Linked DNA regions of Gossypium hirsutum: regions 2 and 3 are each linked to region 1. Evidence: chromatin contacts called from public Hi-C data. All regions are on one chromosome and are shown on one strand. The core of a region is the stretch at or near the end of the contact, and the rest is flanking DNA. Distances in the headings are between cores, read along the strand shown.

The links. A called contact is a pair of places that touch in the nucleus more often than the background predicts.
Region 2: a Hi-C map of seedling shows a contact between it and region 1, with 2.4 times the contacts expected there. The contact joins the promoter of LOC107922128 here to the promoter of LOC107921257 in region 1. A contact is called at or near these places in 3 of 34 Hi-C or Micro-C datasets (leaf and seedling).
Region 3: a contact with region 1 is called in a Hi-C map of leaf, with 4 times the contacts expected there. The contact joins the promoter of LOC107921989 here to the promoter of LOC107921257 in region 1. A contact is called at or near these places in 4 of 34 Hi-C or Micro-C datasets (leaf and seedling).

The regions. Positions count from the first base shown.
Region 1 is chrD01:47,759,806-47,763,873 of Gossypium_hirsutum_v2.1, reverse strand. It overlaps LOC107921257 (homeobox-leucine zipper protein HOX3), which reads right to left and starts at 1,944. Exons shown (of 4, transcript XM_016851134.2): 1 at 1,471-1,944; 2 at 1,022-1,218; 3 at 789-868. The coding sequence starts at 1,558.
Region 2 is chrD01:47,922,115-47,926,620 of Gossypium_hirsutum_v2.1, reverse strand. It overlaps LOC107922128 (auxin efflux carrier component 4-like), which reads right to left and starts at 1,870. Exons shown (of 6, transcript NM_001327195.1): 1 at 613-1,870; 2 at 235-526; 3 at 23-108. The coding sequence starts at 1,870.
Region 3 is chrD01:47,507,928-47,512,063 of Gossypium_hirsutum_v2.1, reverse strand. LOC107921989 (probable sulfate transporter 3.3) reads right to left here and starts at 2,179. Exons shown (of 13, transcript XM_016851795.2): 1 at 1,786-2,179; 2 at 1,649-1,697; 3 at 1,339-1,546; 4 at 1,054-1,225; 5 at 782-847; 6 at 1-42. The coding sequence starts at 2,091.

The DNA of each region.
Region 1 (4,068 bases), core at 695-3,194:
ATCTATCTACCCGGTTTTATTGCTTACTTTATTTTTATATTCATCTAAATTTTATGCTAATTAAGTTTTGCAATGAGAAAATTATATTGATGAAAATAAGAAACTGCAACTTCCTTTTGCAGCATAAAATCATATGAAATTTTAGGTGAAAGATAAGTGAAGGAAGGCCATAAAGACAACGAATGGCAAAATGTTTGTTTTGCTTATTATGTCATGCATACACGACAAAAAATGATATATAGTATAAATAATAATAATAATAATAGTTATCCTGTAACTTGTTCCAAGTTGTTTGAAGGCCCTAAAAATCTGAATAAATTCATAGAATTTTACGGTGACAACGTGGTGTTGTATATATAGCTTGCTTTTAATTACTCTAATAAAATGTATATCACAGAGTGATAGTGATATATCAACGTCCAAAGACAACCGTTTTGTCAGGGAAATGACAAGAGAACCCCATAAAAATGAATCTAAGCTTTGAGAAACAGGCCTAAGACTGATTAGCATCATAAATTATTATATCTCTAATAACTAAATCTTTGAAACAAAATCTTTTGTTCAAATATTTCTACCTATATTATTAGTGTGAGAAAAATATACCGATGGAATTATTGATTAAGTTTTATTTATTCTGTTATATATATCTACCCTAAGCTACTTTAGTAACACCACCAACGAAATAATGATTCATTGAAAAGGAAAAAAAAAAGAATGAGAATTCATTTAAATGTAAAAAATATATATATTAATTTATGTATATGCATATGTGTATACGTATAGGGTACCTGGCCCTACGGTTCTGGAACCAAACTTCAACCTGCCTTGGCCTAAGCTTCAGCTGCAAAGCCAATGCCCCTTTCTGCTTCTGAAAACACAAAAATCCAAAAAGACATTAAATGAAAGAGATGGTGTGATGAATTTATGAGGTATTTTTTATGTTAAAAGAGGGAAAATGTTAGTTTGGTGTTAATTAATAAGTTTGGAAAGGGTAGGGTACTAGTTTGAAAATTTTACATACAGGGTTTAGGGTATGGTTTAGTCTGAAACTTTCTTCAAGAAGGCGAGACTGTTCTTTTGTAAGACGAAGCTTTTTTCGAGGAGGGGCACCATTATTGCAGCTTTCTTCTTCATCTTCCATGCTTGCTGTGATCCATTCATCTTCTGCTGGTACTTGGTTTATATCCAAATCTCTCACCGTACAACCCCCTTGATCACCTTTAACGTAATATTAAAAAGAAACGAGGTAAATAAATCAAATTTGATGCAAAATCAATCTATTTTCATCACCCATGGGGACGACCATCTTAAAAAGCATAAGAAAGAAAAGAAAAAAAACATTTTTCTGGAAACCATGCATGGAATCCGGGTATAGCATAAGATCAAAGACTGATGATACTAAAAGGGTTGACATATGTGTGTGTGTCTATGTTTATCAGTATTAAGAAGCAAACAATATTTTCGGCTTACCAGAAGAAGGGAAAGAAGGGGAAGAAGCGAAACCAGGAACAGATATCGTCAACTCCAAGTGTGAAGAGCCGGTGGGTAAAACCGCCATGAAAGTTGCAGAAGAACAAAGAAGAGAAAGATAACGATTGATTTTAAGGAGATAAAAGGTAAAGTTTATAAAAAAGATAAAAATAAATAAATAAATAAATAAAAGGGAAACAAAAGGAGACAAATAACAAGCACAAGAATATGAAAAGAAACGAAGGAAGGAGGAAAAAGATGGGGGGATGGTGTGATAGATATAAAAGTCTTAAGTAATAAATAGATACAGTAAATGAATAATAAAAATATTTTAATGAGGAAAAAGGAAAGCAAAATAAAAATATTAAAATTAGCTAGGGTTTTTGACTGTGGTCGTCAAAGTCAAACGCCTGACCCCATCTGATGTGAGACACGTATCATATCAGATAGATATTGGAAAATCTTAGGTGGTGTAGTACAATAAGGGGTATGTTTCGCTGTTTATAAAGTGAGGAGTCTCATTGTTGGGTTCAAAAGTCAGCTTAAAATGATTGGGAGCTTAGACTGGGGAGCCTATTGGTTTGGAGGTGCCCTTCCTATACCCTACACCTCAGCCTCATTACATCTTCATGGTGATGGAGGCATCTGGGCCATTCATTTGGCTGACCTTTTTGGTGATCAATGTATGATTTTAATAATCAGAAAGTGTCAAATGAATAATTATTGCGAGGGCGCAAATTAATGATGTTGGAAGGGTGTACAGAGGAATTGTAACGTATTAGAGCATAAATGCAAAAGGGAGAAGAATGGGGAAACAAATTAAAAGACATTAAATGGGAGAGAGGAAACAAGGGGTAAGGGCTGTGTAAGCCTAGGACTATTTTTGTTTATGTTTTAGGGATCTCTCTCACTCTTCTTTATTGCTTCTACCTTTTTACACCCATACTTAATTGTACAACAATTATTAACTTGTATATTTCCCTCAAAACTTTCCATTTATTTGGTAAGTTTCATCCATTAATTGGAAAAAAACGTTATTCAATGTTTTGTGGAGTTGGTAAGTATAATAACAAATTAAGTAACTATACCATTAATCATCAATTTCTTTCATTACAGTTATTTAAGTATTAAATCTCTAACATCATATCATGTTTCATCTAATTTTTAGTTTCTTTTCATTTTTGTTATCTAAAAATATCTTCTTTTGAGTATTGATTGGAATAAAAGATATATTAAACATTAAAATTAAAAAACTGTTACAAACTAAAATAATGCATTAAAATTTGTCTTTACTCCCTTATCAAAAATTTTATTTTTTCATATTGAAAATTTAAATTTTAAAACATCAAAATCAATTGAATAATGAAAATTTCATAGCCATTGATGGTGTGAGAGGATGTGTTACTACAATATTAAATTAATTAATTAATTAATTTAATCTTCTTCTAAAATTTAAATTTTATTTTATTTTCTCAAATTAAAATCAAAACAAATAACTCATATTTAATAATTGTCTACAAAACTCAAATTTCTTTTGATTATATAATATCGAATCTTCCATGCTAAGCTAAAAGAAAAGAAAAATCATTACAATTAATTAAATTAATTAATTTTATCTTCCAAGCCGAACAAAATCCATAATTATTTTCATCATTTCTTTAATGAATAACAAGCAATTAATTTAATTAATTGCAATCTTTCCTTTTAGCTTAGCATGAAAAATTTGAAATTATATAATAATAAAATTAAGTTTCCTAGACAATTATTAAATATGAATTATTCGAGTTGATTTCCTTAAAGATACTTTGTAAACATAAAATAAAATTTTAAATTTTAAAATAAATAAATTTAATTAATTTCAATATTATAGTAACAAATCCATTAAAATTATCAATAGATAAAAAATTTTAATAATTTATTTAACTGATTTTGATATTTTGAAATTTAAAATTTCAATATTAAAAAAATTAGAATTTTCAGCAATGAGATCAATAAATACAATTTAGCACAATTTTAATGCATTATGTTAGCTTTTACTGTTTTTTCAATTTAATCCTTAAATTTTTTACCCCGATCAAGACTTTAAAAAATAATTTTTTCAGTGACCAAAATTAAAAAGACCTAGATATTGGATGACTAAAATGAAAGTGTAAACATGATGAGGGCATGATTTGGCATGTATTGTTAGCATCATTAAGGATTTAGCACTTGTAACTAAAATGAAAATACCCTAAACATTAGGTGATAAAATTGTAAGGATTTTTTTTACCAAAAAAAATGCACACCAACCAAATTTATAATTGATAAATGTGGCGTGATAATTATTCATCTCATTTCTTAATCATATAAATTTAATCCTCTTATAAAATAACTCATCAATTACCATTTCATATAACATGGACATAAAAAGAATTAATACTATAGCGGTGAATTACTCTGATATTGAAAAAAGAAAATCTAATTGATATGTAATAAATGCAAAATTAAAGGATTGAATGTTATTGATTAATCTTTAACTAAGGTTAAACTTGTCTACACTCTAAATTTTGTCAAGTTTGGTCCAATTCATTGAATTTTTATTTGTAAAAGTAATAAATA
Region 2 (4,506 bases), core at 621-3,120, 160 kb before region 1:
AGCAAATAACAGAAATGCTCACCTAAGCTAAACATGGCCATTCCTAGTCCAGCATCTGACAGGATGGAGATAGACTTCTCTATTATTTTCGGCATACTCACATGCCACCTGCATTAATTAAAGTCCCCCCAAACCAGTAAATTCATTACATATGAAACAACCCAATTAAAAAGTAAAAAAAAAAAAAGACTTGTTGAATAATGTTTGAACCTTAAAATCAAATAATGAGCTGACCTGAAAGCAATTAGGGACCAAACCAGCCCGATGAGACTGGAATATGTGTTGGGGTTTCGTATAAGCTTGCGCCAGACCATGATCAAGATTAAGCGGGTCATTACACTCGCCGGCGGCATTTGTTTGCCTACGCCAGACTCAGGCCCTCCGGCGGCTTTAGGGTGCAACTCGGCCGTTGAACTAGACCCCAACTTATTGAGACCATTGGGTCCTTCCTTTTCTCTCTCCTCTTCCCCATCTCTTCCAGCAAAGCTAAAGTCCTCTCCATTAACGTCACCACTGCCTGTCATGCCTTCACAAGCTACAATCTATTATTAAAAAATTCCAGTAACTCCTAACCGAGCAGAATAATCTAGTTTACTAATAAATTTATTGTACCTTTGTTTTCCCCGTTTTGAGGGTGATCTGCGACCAACATCCTTATCTCTTTAGCACCCTGCTCAGACCGTCCAGATTGCTCGGACGCTCCGAAATCTGTACCACCAAAGACATGGAGACCTCCGCCTTCTGAAACCGGCGAGGCACTTGAACTCCACACAAACATGTGCAATTCCTTGGCATCATGATTCTCTTTATTATTCTCCTTCTCCTTAGGCTGCTGCTGTGGTTGAACTGGCTGCTGCTGTTGTTGTTGGGTAGCTTTAGCGTTCTTCGTGACGGATGAGAATTCAGGGTTTGGAGCAGGGTAGGATGAAGGAACAGTCTGTGCTGGATAAAATCCAAATCGTGGAGACATTACTGTATTGTTTTCTTCAAAATTGGATGGCCTTGGAGTAGGTCCTCTAGAGGATTGAACAGAGTATAAATCAGCTGGACCGAAATTGGAGTGTCTTGCAGGAAATCCTTGAACACCCATCATGGAGTAAAAGTCGGAGTTGTTGAAATTGGAACCTCTTGGCGTGGGGTTCCTTGAAGAGCTCAAACTGTAGATTTCAGCTCCGGTGAGGTTGGAAGGCCTGGGAGTCAATGCAGGAAGGGAACAAGGCCCCAAAGACCTCCTGGAAGCATTAGATTTCCTGACCTTAACGTGTAGCTTGCCGTCTTCCCCGATTTCAGCGTCGGTTTCGAGGAAGTCGCGGCCGTCAAGTGAAACCACATCGGAATCAACTTTGAAAGAAACAATGGAAGCTGCAGTTTCGGGAAACTGCTCCATGATGAGGATTTTGGCACCGCGGTACTCAAAAAGGAAAAGAAGAAGGGTGTACCAAATGATACACTGGAGAACCACGACTTGGACCATGAGCATCCCGGAGTAGGGACCGTACATAGCGATTAAAAGAGGAATGCCCATGACTAGAGTGTTGGGGAGAGTAGATAAAGAGAAAATGGTGATCATCCATTCTAGGCTTCCGTTCCTTGTTAAATTAGTCCACAATCCAAGAACGAAGAGCATGATGAGCTTTTGAAGGGTGTCGGCTGCTACGAACCTGAAGTTCATGGCATAAGGGTCATTGGTGGAAATGAAGTGGAAAGACAAGAGAGGAACGGCAAATATGGCGACAAAGCGGTTGATACCCGAGCACTGGTCGGGGGTGAATATTTTCCACCAACGGACGGAGCCGTAAGCCAAGATCATAGCAACGTACAGTGGGATCACCGCCGTTAAAACGGTGTAAAGATCGTTCCAACTAATCATCTTCCGATGAAGGAGAAGAAGAAGAATGAAAGGGCAAAATGGGGATAGCAAAAACCGTTATTTAACTAACTTGAGAAGATCTCTGTTTCTAGGACAGGTGCCTGCTGCTTGCGTCTGAAAGAAAGACTGCAAAATTTTTGTGATATATAAAAAGGGTAATCAAAGTAAGGAAGTGAGGAAAGAGAGAAAATGAGAAGCCAGCGTATAATTTAAAAGATATGCAACTTTTAATTTAGAGAGAGGGAATTATATAAGGGAAGGGAAGAAGGTAAAGAGTGAAAATAATACAGGAGTAGGGAGATAAGCAGAGGATGATAGGACACTCAACTATGAAACTTGGGTTAACAATTCACCGCCTCTTCTGGTTAACTTAACTACAGAATTTGGTTAATAATAATAATAATAATAATAATAATAGTAATAATAATAATGTACAGGTGGCTCTTCTAATGTGCCATTGGCTTTTTCCATGACGTGGACGGCCCTCATTTTCTTTTTAATCTAAAACTGCACTAATTAATCAATATAATTTATTTTTATTAACATTCCACCATTTTATTACTTTTTTAATTTAATATATAAATCATTAATTAAAATATTTTTATATATGATTTTTTTATCCATCATATATTAAAAATGTATAATCAACCTTTGAAATATATTTTAAATTTAGTATTCTTCCTTACTTAAATCCCACTAATTTAACATATTATATTCTTTAAAAACAGAAAAAAAATTAAAATACCATAAATATCTTAAATTATTGTTGACAAGGAATCGATCCTTTTAGGAGAAGTTTCATCTTCTGGGAAGTCGACTTCGACCTCAACAATTGAAAGTATTGTCCTTATATCGAGATTTTATCTCTAGCCTCTACAGAAAGCCATGTACAGTTGACGGAGAAATACTTCGATCAATAAAGATAAGTGACTGCAAAACTCGAAATAAATGTTAATACGAGACTTGTGAATAATAATAGAGGTACGTAGAGACATCATAGCTCGAACCATCAATATTGATATTATAATATTAAATTTTCAAAATATAAAACAATTCCCCTGGACATTAAAGCCTAATAAATTTAATAATCTAAAGTTTTTTACTAGGAAAATTATCTCTAATATTCTTTCACAATCTATGAGGAATTGGTAAAAATAAATAAAATAAAATTCTTGTTAGATGGAATCTTTGAAAAAACCCTAGAATAAATTGCTGAAAAGCAAGCCCTCCTAAGTTAACTGTATTACCAAAAAATCAATATTAAATTATATATCTCACTTTAGATAGTAAAATCTTTTAATTTAAAAATAAAAAATTCAAATATATTTTTAAATTCATTTGTTTATACAATATAAGTTTAAACTTACCTACTAACACACATTATAATACCATGAACAAACCTATGAATTGAACTCTAATCTCACACTTTTATTTTGTGAAATTATTTGGTAGCATATTTGTTTAGGTATAAAAATAGAAGTGAAAGGAAAGAAGAGTGAATCGTAGGACTTGGGTTGCTGTTTGTCTTTGACTTAGTATTAGGAAACACATCATTGATTAAAAGTATGGTTTAAAATATGTTTTAAATATACTTACTCTTTGTATATTTGAAATAAGTATCTCTACTTTTATTTCTAAGAATTTAAATTTCTATCTTTATTAAAATCATTAAAATTTTTGTGTAAATTCACAAATATAACCTTTTGAAAAAAAACAAAAACTCAACTGGTAACTATATAATGAAAAATATATCATTGTAATGAATTTGAATTTAACAAAAAAAATAACAATATTATCAATTGAACTTGAATTTTTAAATTCAAAAAGTAAAAAAACTAAATTCTAGATATATAAAAAAAATATGAGAAAAGAATATTTTAACCGCCAAATACTAATAAAATATCCCTATTTTAATTATATTATTTTATAATAAATCAATTAATTACTCTCATGTGTATGTGTATGTGTATGTGTATGTGTATGTGTATGTGCATTCTACTAGTCATTTACATATAATGATTTATTTGGCCTTTTAACTTTATCAAAAATAATCATTTTAGTTCTTTATTTTATTTTTTATCTTTTTTAACCTTTAAAATTGTGTTATTTGTCAAATCACTTCAAAATGAATGAAAAAATTAATGCTTATTAATTTTGTTAATGTGACATGTCATATGGGTGCTTAATTAATTTTTTAAAATTTAAAAAATTAAAAAAAATTATATAATTTTTAAAAAAATTAAAAATTGTTAAAAAAAAGTATAAAAAGTATATATATTTAATTTTAAAAATTAATTAATTTCTAAGAGGCATAAATGTGGACTGTCTCGTGGATGCCATGTCAACAAAGTTAACAGATATTAAATTTTCCATCTATTTTGAAATGATTTAATAAATAATGCAAGTTGAAGGGTTAAAAAAAATTTAATTAAAGGATTAAAATTACTTTTTATATAATGTTGAAGGACAAAAGAAATTATTATGATTTTACGTTTTAGGATTAATAATGATAATCAATGATCAGAAATTAATGGAAGGACGGTTGAAATAGTTAATTTGTATTTTTGAAAAGGCCTAAACAACAAAATGGTATTTAAACTATACTAGTTTTCTTAAATTGATACTTAAACTTTTTT
Region 3 (4,136 bases), core at 930-3,429, 250 kb after region 1:
AGCACCAGCTGAGACCCAAAACAGCTTTGGTCTTTTCATGCTCTGCATGGCACACACCCCCAAGTCAATGCATATTCCAAGTGTAAGACTTGCACAACAGTGTATTGACCCTTTCATGTAGGACCCTTTGGATTGCTATGATTGCATCATTACTAAATCTTGTTCCAGACCAGGAAAAAGAGAAAAGGAAAGTGAACCAAGTCCATAAGGGCTAAGGCAAAAGAAGTAGTGGAGCCCATACATGTTGAACATGCAGAAACAAGCTTAAAGTTTTAATGTTTTAAGCTTGCCTGCGAGGATCCCAGACCATGTTTCTCAAATGTTCCCTTATTTTCCCCAGGTTGCAAAGGGCAGAAAACTTTATGTATATCCATGTGAAATCAATACTTAATATTTACTTCCAGGATTGGCAGGATGTGGACATAAAAGAAATAATTAATAATGAATCATTTAGAAAACACTATGACCACCCAGACCATGGCAATACATGACATGTGTTACCCATGCAGAGCCAGAAAAGAGACAAATCATCAACCTTTTACCTTTCTGATTGGTGAAATGAATATTTTTGGGGGCCAGATATTAGAAAACAGTGAATTGTAGATGATAGAATCATAGAAACCATCCAATTAAACACTGAAATAAATGGGGGTTGGGGGGGCGGATTTTATCTTGAGTGTCAAGTTCGATTTTAAGGCGGTTAGTAGCGCCCTTTTGAGAGAGAAAAAGACCAGATTCCACTTCAGACTTGAAGACAAAGAGATGAGTAATAAGAACGTACAACATGTCTAGCCACTAGCAGGAACACCAGGAAGCAAAACCCCATCAGTATTGTTTGCCAAGACCACTGCAAAGAAGAAGAAAATCCCATAAATTTTTGATGGAAACGAATATAAAATTAGACAAAAGAGTTGCTCTACCATGAAGGAACCTTGAACCAAGCTTGTTAAATGATGAGAGAAAGCAAAAGTGACCAAGTAATGAAGCAGTTACCATTTAAGTGACATTTACATGAAAGGATTAGTGCAGAGTGCAGATTAAAATACCATTTACCTCCTCTGTGTTGTGGAAAACAGAGCTCAAAACAGGTACCAAACCCATTTTTGTAGTAAAATGAGTGATTCCAAGAAGGCTTTTCAGTTGTTGTAAAGAAACTATTATAGCAGCCCCTGCCATGAAACCGATAAGTGTTGCCTTCGAGAGGAAATCAATGATAAATCCGAGCCTGTTGCCAGAAATCATCAGAACGTGGTTATAAATAATAAAAAGAAGAAAAAAAAAACATCAGAACGATTAATTAAAATTATATATATTGAAAGGTGGAAAAAACGACTTCACCTTAAAAATCCCAAAGAAGCTTGGAAAAGACCAGCAAAGAAAGTTGTAGTAAAAGCTAGTTGAAGAAACAAGACAGGATCACTGACAGGGGATACTTCTTGTCTAAGCATGGATCCAAGTATAAGTGAAGCAATGGAAACAGGCCCTACTGCAAGGTCCCTGGAGCTTCCAAGTACAGCATATACAAGAGGAGGCACAAAGCTGGAATCTAGACCGGTATGGAATAAACAAGCTTTACCAAATCAAAATCCAATCAAACAGTAATCTTAAAGCTGCAAACAAGCTTCATTAAAAGGGCAGAGTTACTCACAGAGGCCAACAATTGGCGGTAGATTAGCAAGCTTAGCATAACTGATTCCCTGAGGTAAAGAATTTGAGAGGTCAAAGAAATGGAAAAAAAACATTGATAGATGATTATAGATAAAAAGATGAACTGAAAAGCAAAACCTGGGGGATGGCTAAGCTAGCAATGGTAAGTCCGGCTACAATATCAGATTTGAAGAGACCGAGACTATAATGAGGACCCCATTGGAGAATAGGGAAGATGTATTGAGCTGCAAGAATCCATTTCTTCCCGGTAGGTTGTCCTTTGAATTGGCGCAGAGGATCATCAGGGAAGAAAGTTTCTTTGAGCGTGGTTTTAAGCTTATGAATGGTGCTCTTATGGGGTGGTGGGACAACTCTGTGAACCTCCATGGTTATTTCAAGGCAGGTTTGAGGCTGCTCCGTGTTGCTAGAATTAGAGTACTCCATGGTAGTAGTAGTAGTATAAATAGAAGCAAGAACAAAGAAACTTGGTAATAGGTGTTAGCTTGTTTCGGTTGAGCAATGCTCCAATTTATGTATGTGAGGGCCCGTCAAATCAAATCAATTTATGTGTGTAAAGACCGCGAACAAACAAACTAGTACTTGTCGAATAGAATGTCTAAACTCTAACACATAGAGGAATAGAGAGAGAAAGAGGGGTGAGCCTTATCAATAAGCCATTGTTGGTGAATAGTGATCCCACTTTTACTTTATTTTTATTTTTTTTAAATTTCCTGCTTCTTTGAGTCTTGCGTGCAATAAGTTGTGGTAGAGAGATAATTTAAATGTGTAATCCCTCTTTTGAAAAGTTACAATTTAGGAATATATGAAAATTATAAATGTTAATATTTAAAAATTTAAATATTAAAAAAAATTATATATAAAAAATGATGGGTTGAATTAAAATTTAAAGGTATGTTTTATTGGATACAAAATGAGTCAAGATCATATGTACCCACGGAATGAATAAATTCATGAGAAGTGTGAGAATTAAAGGGTTAACACTTTAATCACGTCAAGTAAATTAAGCAAAACGTGATGAGGATAGTAACATATTTCAGCTCCCATAAGGAAGGGGTATGCCAATACCATTCATATATTGCATGTTTTTAATGCAGGCAGAAGATGGAATGTTTTTCTGATGGGATATCAATGGCCAGCTTAGTTGGCTCGAATATCAGGAGTTCCAACTAGGGTTACATTTGGATACAGTAACTTTTGCTTGGGTAACATTGGTGTGAGATATGTTAGGTATGGTATACCTACAAGTAAAGTTAAGAGGTTAACAAATATCTTATAAGAGTATAGAAATAAAAAATAAATATTAATAAAAAAAACATGTCAATTTTTTAAAAATAATTATGGGATAAAAAATACACTACCAATATACCAAATACTCACCCTTAATATATTATATTTTATAATAGTGTAGGTATAATATATTAATATTAAGTGATAATATAATAAAATTATGTACTATTAAATGCTAATTAGTATTATATTTATATTAACCAAAAAATTAAGGTTACATTTATTTAAATAATTATTAAAAATAATTATATTATATTATATTATATATTAATACATATTAAAATTATGTTATATTAAATAAGAAATAAAACCATATGCAAACTAAAAATTAAAATTATTAATAATAATGAAAAGATTAAAGACGCTAAAATAGTAATTTTAGCCTTGAGAGCCTACTGCATTCACTGGCCATCTAATCTAACCTGCCGTTAAAATTTTGGAGGCCCCATATATTTGAAAATTGAAACACCTCACTAGAGGTGTGACCAACATAAAATAAAAATAAAAATTCTCTTACCTTTTAAATTGTAAGCATAATGAATTATTTTGCCTACAATTTTTTTCTAAAAAATTCATTTAAACATTTAATTTAATTTTTTTAGTTCTTAAAATTTTTATATAGTGATAAGAGTATTATATTATAAATGAAAAATATTATATTATATTATATTATAAGCATAAAAATATTATATTATATTCAATTAGAACAATCAACTTACTGTTTATAAAGTCTAAAAATTATGTTTCACCCAACTTTAATTATATCGACTAAACTTTACATTAACACTAATACTATTTATAAAGTATAAAATTAATAATTTTTTCATTTATAATAACAAATAATAAAACTTTATCTGTTAAATGTACCTGTTTTAAACTTTAAAATAGAAAATTAAAAAATTAAAAAGAATCATTCATATAACCAACAAAAGGAAAAGAGTGAGAGAGAGAGAAATTCTCTAAAAGCTTCCTGAACGGGCAAAATACTAAAAAAAGCCATTTTTTTAAAATTTATCGAAATGGGGCATTTTCCCCTAAATCGCGTCCACGTCAGCGCGATGTCAGGAGACGTGTCAGTAAATCGCGTCCACGTCAGCGCGGTTTACTGACGTGGGAGCAAATCGCGTCCACGTAAGCGCGGTTTGTGTCCACGTCAGCAAAGCGCGCTGACGTGGACGCGG